2 separate regions of the Dromaius novaehollandiae genome follow, and region 1 is linked to region 2. The links are chromatin contacts, called in public Hi-C maps. All regions are on one chromosome and are shown on one strand. The core of a region is the stretch at or near the end of the contact, and the rest is flanking DNA. Distances in the headings are between cores, read along the strand shown.

Region 1 (4,919 bases), core at 64-2,563, 390 kb after region 2:
TGAATGAACTAAGCCTTACAATAAATCCACGAGGTGCATGAAATACGCCCAGAGATGACTTTCCCCACTGCCAAAGTCCTCATTTGCCAACATGTGGCCTTTTCTTCATGCTTCGCTCTCAGCCTCACTTAACATTTGGGCTTTTCCAGCCATCGCTGGATGGTTACTTTCTACCTCAGTAGGCAAATCAGCTAATGGTATCTATCTCAAGCAGTCAGACAGAGGGAAAATGTATTCACATTGATGCAAATTATTTGATCCCCTAAGCATTGCCTAATTAACTTGGTTGGAAGGCAAAATAGGGTTGGGTACCTGCTTTCTCATAAACAGGCTCATTCGTGCAGAGGGAGCTGATGACCCAAGCTGCATCTAAATTGCTGTATCCCTTGCAAGTCTGGGGGCAGCTCCTGCTGAGAACCACTCAGGTAAATCTATGGAAAAACCCAGACATCAGAGAACCGCTGTGAAGTTCCTCCTCAGATGACTGGCAGTTCGTGTCTGAACCATAGCAAGCGTTGCATGGACAGCCTGGTGTTTTCATTGCAGCAGGCTGAAGACCACTCCAGTGGGATAAACGTCAGCCTGTGTCACAGTGCCCGACTTTGCTTTACCGGGGAAGCAGCTTGTAAAACTCTTTCTTGACTTCAGCTAGAAAAAAAGTCTTCCTTGTTTCTTGACATTGCCCTCAGATGCTCTCTAGCCGGATGCTAGGGCTCACTCCTTGGCTATCTTCCACTTGCTGCAGAATGCCTTTGCCAGCGGGTGTCTAATTCCCCTCGCTTTGTATGAGCATAAATGTCCTGTCCCACACACAAACCATGGAAAATACAGGTCCCCATCCTCTTCTCTTTGTTACTAATACTTAACCATCAGCCGTCAGAAAAGGCTCTCACATCTTTCCTCATTCTGGCTCTCTGCGTATTTGCGTTGCTGGTTGTCTGCGGTCCCTCCTGGTCCCAGCTCCCGGGAACCACGAACTCCCACTCCCCTGCAATGAGAGCAGGAGGAGCTTCTGGTTCCTAAAATCAGAGATGCTAAAACTGTGGAAACGCCAATGCAGCTGCCAAGAGAGGGCGTTGAGGCACTGTCAGTGGCAAGGCTTGCGCGAGTTTCACACGCTCCAGGGGCCAGTGGCAGCCCGGTGGCTCTGCTGGGCACCTGGAGCGCTGACCACTGAGCTTCACACCCCTCCAGGGTGTTTGTTTGGCTTTTAGTTATGCCATAATTTCTGCTCTGTAGAAGCACAAGAAAGCACAGGTGCTTTTGCTTAGGGATCAGCAGTGCTTCACAACCAAGCAGCCTGCGTGGTCCGATGGCGGCACCTTGCTGCCTGTGCAGGCAAGGCAATGCTGTGACGGGCTGCTGGGTGCAGCCCACGGGTGCCTGGGCTGTGGGGCTGAGTGCAGCCTGCCAGCTTCTCTCGTTTTTCTTCCTGGCTTCTTAACTTTGCTTTGTTGCTTCTCACTCACTTAAGGAGGCTCAGGCAGTCAGAAAAAGTGGAGCCTGTCAATCCAGTCACGCCTTAGCACAGCCTTGAGGGTGCAGGCTGAAGAGAGAGGGCTGACTCCCAGCACGTCCCCAGCCTTGAGTGGCAGGCAATGGCTGAGACCCCCCCCAGGGACCATTTTCTCCCCCACCAAGCTGTTGTGGCTGTGGGCACTGCTCTCTGCTGTGAGGCGGTCACAGTACCCATAAACCACAAAAAAAAAAAACCCCAAAACTAGCAACGAGGGCATGAACATGGATGGTGTTTCCTGGCTGAAATCGGCGATGAGAGGACCCACGTGGACACCTACTGTATCTGAAGCTGGAGAAATACGTGCTGTGCCAGCGGGTGCCCCTAGGATGAGTGCCTGGGACAGGTTGCTAGTGGAGAGATGAGAAGGCTTTTATTGTCTGAAAATCCCTGCTCCCCACTGGCTTTCTAACCCTCGGCAGGTGAGTGTGCGGGAGCAGGGTCTGGGCACAGCAGACTCCTGCGGTAGTGTGAAGCAGGTCGATCACAGGTTGGGCAGGGTCCCCCTCACCTTCCCCTTTTCCAGCTGTGCAGGAGTGCAGAGGGGGTGTCCGTGGCCTCAGCTGCCCTCTCGCTGTGGTGGAGTGCCATGGGTTTCCTTCCCATGGCACTGAGCCTCTCATGAGCTCCACCTGCACCTTCAAGAGGTAGGGCAGGTACCTCAATGAGCTGAAAAGCCCATCCACCTCCAAAGCTCATGTCAGGCCACACTGGTGGTGCTCCCTAACAGAGCAAAGCCAGGTGAGTGCTCTTCAGACAGCTACCTGCACCTCTGAGATGAACAGCAACGTTTATGGAAATGAATACATTGTTTAAGGTGAAGCTGGGGTCAGTATGTGTCTTGAAGGAGAATTTCAGCTGAAGCATGAAATGCATTTTGGGTTGATTTCTGAAATCTTTAACTCTCTCTTCTTTAAGAGAGATGCTGTGTTTAAAGTGAACGTTCACAAGTAACAAGTGAGGCTTTGCAGTTGGGTGAAACGAGGGCCAGGATTTCTAGCACAAACTCTCTCTGTGTCCTCCAGAAAGCCACTGAGCTACCTGGGGATCTGCTCTCCTCTTCGGTAAGTGGGGATGCTCATATGGACTTAGTTGTTGCTGGGGAATAATTGTAGAGTAGGCCAATCTCTGGCCTCTGTTGATAGTCCGTAATAAGCAATCTTACAGCAGTATCATTTTAAATACCAGAGCAAGGAAATTATTTTGGAAAAACTGTTCTGGACTGGTTCCTTGGATGTAAGCAATTATTGGCTTGTAAATGGGTTTTGACCAGCGGCATACACCCACACTGATGTGATGTTCCCTGTTTGTATGACAGCATCCGAGATGTATGTTTGCCTGGTGAAAATTTACTGCTATGATTTTTGGCCTGGATTTCACATTTTGGAGGCTATAGCTGCCTGTGGGATGGAGGGAGAGAAATGTGAGCTGGATCAATGCAATGAGGAAGGAGTCAAACACAAGGCAACTGTATTTGTTGCAGGGAAATGGATGGAGACTGTGGAAAGCAATCACTGTTTGGAGTGAGAGAGTTATGGTATCCAATCAGGAAACAAGGAAAGAGTACATTTCAGAGCCGTAACTCGCGTTAGCTTCCTGTTAACCGTAATAATAACTACATCCTGGAGTGATCTCAGAGTTCATTTAGACCAAGATACAATTATTACATTGTGTGCAACAAGCACCCTCAATTTGCTGTGTGGTATTGAGTCTGTAGTCGTCTCACTTAGGAGATCCGGTTTCCAGAGGCCAGCGGGGAACAAAGTGCCTTCTCGCACTCGCATGCCATCACTCACTGAACATTCACACAAGTCTATATTCTCTGATAAAATCAGGGTTTTGTAGCTAAACACTGGGCAATATTTTTTTCAGAAAATTCTCTTCCTTTTTGGTAGTAGTACAGTGGTCCCTTGTTACAACCTAGGATCACCCTGTCCTAGGCAAAATCCAGTCTGCTTTGTCCAAGGTAAGTGTGGCCGCTCCCCCATCTCCAGTTGTAGGCAGGGGTAAATTGGCTCTGTCACATGCATTTGGGCCAGAAAATCATGGAAAACGTGATGCACAGCACTCAAGCTGTTGGAAATGCTCTCATTAACTTCAGCAGGCTTGGTGTTCATCTCTGTGAGACAAAACAGGAGCTGTTAGAGTAATAAAGCTGACACACCCCAAGCTTAAATTTGGACAAGCTTTTTAATACACAACTGAAGAGATTACAGGAATGACCTACTTGTTTATATGTGGCAAATCTGTGAAATGTGCAGAAGGCTTTGCTCATTAGGGGAAGAGGACTGCAGGGTGGAGTCTCTCCACCAGCACCAGAGCTGCAGCCAAGCAAGCATATTAGAGAAGGTGGCTCCAAGGACCTGGCCTTTTGCATGTTTTTGGAAATTCCCTATGCTGCCCCTAATTCTTACAGAAAAGACACTTTGTGCTTTAAGGCAGGGGTGGCTAATTTGGGCCTCTAAGGCCACTAGTGGTTTGCAAGCAGTGCAAGCCTATCTCCAACGCCAGTGCTGTCTCACACAGTGGGCACAGGGACATACAAGCCAGGATAGGGCAATGGCACGTTGTGCCCTGCAAGCCACTCCGCGAATCTCAGTGATCCTGGATTTTGTGAATGCTGGAACATGCCACACTGCAGTCTGGGATCTACCATTTCACTCCTCCATCCTGATCTTATATACCATCATTATTTAAATGTTTTCTGGTTGCATGCAACGTCCTTTTTTTTTTTTTTTTTTTTTTAAACTATACAATAACATGCAGTGGGGGGAAAAATCACAGGGAGAAGCTATGCACCCTGACCCACAGTGACAAGATGTCTGAACTCTGGATCCCCCCTCACAGGGGATTAATGGATTACTGTCTATTGCGTAGCTCCTCAAGAGAGGGGAAAACGTTACCCTGGTGCAAAGGAGGCTTCCTTAAGAGAAGAGTTTGTCCCATCCTCTGCTGGCTGAAAGAACAAAGACCTCAGGGGCACTGCCGTTAGCCAGGAACTTCCTAAAATGGGATCCAGTGAAAGAAATGGAAGGTATACTGTAACTTGGTGAGTATTATAACTCAGGTTCTGTATGGTGACCAGCACACCCTATCGCACAGAGCACCAGTTCCAGGAAAAGGGCAGTTGTGGCTCATATGATAAGAACAGGTTGCTCAGCTGTCCGGCAAGAGCCACCCAGTTGTTTATTTCCTCGGCTGGTCCTCCAAAAGCCTTGAATATCCAGAGCTCTTCAATGGGCATCATAGCAGAGCAATGTCCCTCTACATTCACTGTTTGCCAGGGCGCTCCAAAATGAGCTGTACATGAGTATCACAGCTGCCCCTACACCTCTCATGGTTTCCTGACTTCAAGAAGGAGGTAGACCTGCAGCTGGGACCCATCCAAAGAGATCAACATTGA
Region 2 (4,922 bases), core at 470-2,969:
AAGGGAAGGGAAGGTGTAAAGACGATGGGGCCAGACTCTTCTCAGTGGTGCCCAGTGACAGGATGAGAGGCAACGGGTGCAAACTGAAACACAGGAAACTCCATCTGAATATAATAAAAAACTTTTTTTTCCCTATGAGGGTGACTGAGCACTGGAACAGGTTGCCTGGAGAGGTTGTAGAGTTTCCATCTTTGGAGATATTCAAAAGCCATCTGGACATGTTCCTGAGCAGCCTGCTCTAGCTAACCCTGCTTGAGCAGGGGGTTGGACTAGATGATCTCCAGAGGTGCCTTCCAACCTCAGCCATTCTGTGATTCTGTGGGGCTGTCCTCATTGTCAAAGAATATCAATGGGCTGTCCTCATTGTCAAAGAATACAGTTTCTGTATTCTGATGTGCTTTAATTTGCTTTGTGCTAATGGTCAGTTTGAAGAAAACTGATGTTTTTTATCAAGTACAGAAGTATAGACTGTGCTTTTTATCAGAGGGATTTGATATACAATCACTCAGAAGCTGCATTACCTTGGAGGTGTGATGAAACCTAGCATGGCTGTTGGCAGGCTTACAAGGCAAGTATGGGGTCAGCACAGGACCAAGATCCAGATCCACTTCACTGGACTAAACACAGGCATCCACACTGTAGACACACACTTTTGAGGTAGCCTCCATTTAAAATCAATACAGATTTAATCAATACTATCAGTGCATTTTGAGTATGATACATTTTATCTGTAAATGATGCCTAAAGACGTGAACCCCCTTTCTAAGATGCCTAAAATGATCACTCATGCCCTAAATGTGCCTCTGTCTCTCAAATAACAAGAAATGGAGCATAGGTGACTATCCCAGTGGAGACATCCCTTGCTGCCTATTGGTAGTGAAGAGTTCAAAAGACATGGTAAGCCAGCTGCACTCAAGTATAAAGTCAGCTATTTGCCTGAGCTGCCATGAGTCCTCCTTTTATTCTTCAGTCAATTATATAGAAGTTACTCGTACTTTACAAGTTCCCATCCACTTTTCCAAGTGCATCCATATGGGAGCACTGGCTGGACTTTCACTATACATGCCTCCATGGATATGTAGTTAGCATCCTACAAGCTGTTGATTAGTTTATCTGACAACCTTTTTCAAGAGAAAGGGAGAAAGTACCTTTGAAATGTGCGCCTGCTGTACAAACCACACATTTAACAGTCAAACAGTAGGCATGAGAGCTTTGAACACCCTGCGTGAGATTCATTTCACTTAAGATTTAGACAACCCATTAGGCCCCAAATTCTCATGTATTAGGTATTCTTGCAGGTATTTAACATAGGTGAGGTTAGGTACCTCAGTTCTTTAAAGCATGGACCTAGGCAGCTCCCTGCATTGTGAAACACTTCAGTATCTGTGTAAGTCTAGCCCTAGGCTCTCTTAATAAATATTTGAGATGAATGAGGTTTATTTTCCCTTAGTTACATGTCATCGCATGCATGATTTCAGTCATTCTAATGTACACTCCCAGTCACTTCGCCCTTTGGATTACTTCTTCTCTTGCTTTACACACCTGTGTGCTGGGAGAAACCGGGAAACGTAGTTTAATTGGAGAAGGATGGGTGAGTTCATAAGTGCCGTCTCTCCCCTTAGGCAGAGAACAGCAAGCGATTTCAAAGCCTACTGGTGATTTGGCTTGTCATTCTGGCCAGAGGGGGAGTGGCAGAGGGTGAAGAAGCACATTAAAGTAGACTGAGGAAGTGACCCTGAGATGCAACTGTGAGGCAGGCTTTTAACTAAAGTCAATTACTTATCTAACTACCTAGAAATCATAAGGAAGAATACCTCCTGGTGAAACAAAGGAGAGATGATGAGGAGGAGAATGAAAGGACTTCAGCTGTTCATTTTCAGTGCAGGTGAGTACTAACTTGGTTATGTCCTCAAGGGCTGGGTAGAAGAAAAAAGCACTATCAAGTCAGAATACCCAATGGAATTTGTGTGTTTCTTTTTTGTTTAGTAAAAGTTCCTGCATGTTTATGATCAGGCAGATGTGTTTATCATTTCTATGCTGAATGTCCAGACTCACAGGCATCTCCTAAAGCCACAAGACAATTTCAGGAACAGGGAAAGAATGTTATTCTTCATGACGCTGGAAAATGTTTTAAAAAAAGTTGTTTTAATGGTGTCTATTAAACACAACCTTTGTGTCTGAAGAAGAAATTTCTACAACTGGAAGTGGAGAAGTCTTTGGAGTTTACTACTTTATACATAAATCTGCATGTAGCATATATCTTCACAAGTTTATATCCTACTGTTAATATGTACTCTTATATGATTTGTCATCTCTACAGATTATGCATGGCAAGCAGATGCAGACTAATCCCTACCAACACATATAAATCAGACAGCTTGCCCTTGGCCTTCATCACAGAATCCCCTCTCTGATCTGCCATTCCCATCCTGCCTTGCAGGGCCTACAATCTCACCTCCACTGCTTTTTGACCTGTCTGTTGCCTTCTCACACAAATGTACCTATACCTTCTAGACTTTAAACAAAGCTACTCATATGGAAATCGTTCATCTTTTTACAAAAGATCCTGAAAACGTCACCTTAACACTAAGACCTGTAAGAAGAAAATTCACAAAATTTAATGTAATTAGAAAAAATGAACATGCTCCCTATATAACAAACATGACTTGGGTCATGAATTGATGATCAGAATATAAATTGTGTAGCCCTATTGGTATTCATTCTACTTTTTCGTTATTCTCACATTTGGTGCTATGTAAATTACAGATTTGTAAACTTTTCAGAGCACAGATCTATCTGTTTTGTGAAGCTCTTCCTTACGGTGTGGGAGGGCTCAAGTGATAATAATCCAGTGTTAAAACACTGGCCTGTGAAAAATTGCTGAAGAAGGTACAGGAAGTTTCTGCACTGCATCAGAATGGAGAAGCTGCACAGCACACTGCAGTGGGGATGCTAGAGTTATCTTGAACAAATTGTCAAGATCTCAGCACAGGCTGACTTCTCCTGCTGAACTTTTCACTGCAATTGTGTGAATAACTGATGCTTTGTCCTTCTTGCTGAATGAAAAGCCCCGAACAGTCACTTTGAATTAGAGTATTTCATTTTAATGCTAAAGAATTTAATTTCACATTTAAGAGGTTTTCCCTCTCCCACTTCTGAATTAAGCTACAGATAATTTCTGAAGTATTAAGAAACTAAAGTCAAAGCATTTCCTTTTAAAAGTTCCTCTTAAAACAACACATTTCAACTTTTCCTGCTTTTCTCACTTGCCAAAACAACTAAGATGAAACAGTGTTAATAGTTTTGCTTGATCAGAATCTCAGATTTTTTTCAGTAAGCAAATAATCCTCTGTAATTTTTTCACTGTGTTTTGATACCATTTATTAGCATTTACTCCATAAGCGGATGTGAAAGTAAACGAGTCATTTATATTTTCTTCCTTCTTTTTTTTTCTCCTTTGTACTAGTACAAAGGTATACGTTGAGCAAAGGGAGAGAAAACCTTTCTCAAATTTCTTTTAAAAATGCTATAGAAATACTAATTAGTAACAAAAGCGGTAATTTTAAGGCCTGAATCTAGATGATGCCATCCCCCTACTAATATATAGGCTATTCAACTTACCTATTTTGAAATGTTTTTAGAATTAACCCTCCTGTCCCTTCAGCTGTGCTTTGAATAGATTGTGTCATTTCAAAAAAAAACACCCCAAACCCTGAAAAACAAACCTCAGTTTTTAGGTATGCTACCTATAAATAGCTGGCCGTTCTACCTGACAAAGCAAGATTTGTAATGCCTAATGATAGTAAAAAAATGATATGCTACTGAATTGACCACCACCTTTGAAACAGTTGGTGTCCTTGTGAAAAGTGCGGTGAGAAGAGGGAAGTAAAGAGATCAGGAAGAGTGAGTGGTTTCCCGGAATCAAACAACACAGCTTTCATGTGAGCCAAGAGGAGAAGTAATGGGGGAAAAATGGGAGGGCGTCAGAAGTCAGCCTTTAAGATGAGACCAACAGATGAATTAACAACCTTGCTAATTATGGACTGTGTTCCTCTAGCACATGCTCTTTGGTTTAACAGTTTTGTGACTCCACACTGAAGATATGTTTGAAAAAACAAAAACCTCCCCCCAAAACAAATCTCATTTATTGTAGGATTTCAGCCATCCAGTTGGAAGAAGGAAAAATATATGTGAAGGAGGTCTTTGGGTTGGGCAGTTTCTTCTCTCCCTCAGGGCTGAGTGAATGACGTGTCAATGAATGCTGGCCCGGTAGAACCAGTTTCTTAGTGATGAAAGCATCACAAAATTGGTTTTGCTCCATTTCCTAGTATAGACTGTGGTCATTTTCCCCTAAATGCAGAAGAGTGTCTCTATCCAATTGCAATAGGCAACAAGAAAGATTTTACAGGTGTCTCCTATACAGAGGGAATAATTAAAAATGCAGTCAGAAAGAGCCTAGCGCTATGCAAACATGGCCCTTGCACTAGGTGTTCCAGAGCAGAGAAAAACCTGGGAGTGGCTGCAATAAAATAACGCTAGAAATACTTTGCCCTGCTGTTTTCCTTCTAATAGCTGTCAGCAGCTATGAATGAATTAATCCATGAGAGAACAGGAACCACTACTGCCATGTTACAGATGAAGAAACTAATACTCAAACTTACTAATTAACCATACAAGACCAACACAAAACGCAGTCTTCACACTTGCTCTAAAAATGTCTCAAGCTGGTTCTAGAGACAGCTGTGGAGGAAAGGCATCCCTGCCAGGCAATAAGAGAGGTGTGCAAAGGAGAGAAGGGTTTGACTGCTATCAATGTTCCCATCAAACTCCTCTCAGGAGAGGTAATATACAGCAGTTCTATACATACAGGCTATTTCTAGGTAAAGGCTTGAAGGGCTATTTGTTATGGGGAATATCTGACA

Evidence for each region. Hi-C and Micro-C count contacts between places; a contact is called where the count stands out from the background.
Region 1: a contact with region 2 is called in a Hi-C map of liver, with 8 times the contacts expected there. The contact joins the enhancer-like site here to the promoter of GPA33 in region 2. A contact is called at or near these places in 2 of 4 Hi-C or Micro-C datasets (brain and liver).

Annotation. Positions count from the first base shown.
Region 1 is chr1:103,207,343-103,212,261 of bDroNov1.hap1, forward strand. No RefSeq gene overlaps it. Among named protein-coding and RNA genes, the nearest start is that of CD101, 54 kb to the left of the region's middle. Within about 2 kb of position 1,314, at least 2 of the 2 cell types and tissues checked have open chromatin away from gene starts, as enhancers often do.
Region 2 is chr1:102,816,786-102,821,707 of bDroNov1.hap1, forward strand. It overlaps GPA33 (glycoprotein A33), which reads left to right and starts at 1,720. Exons shown (of 7, transcript XM_026093353.2): 1 at 1,720-1,885. The coding sequence starts at 1,837.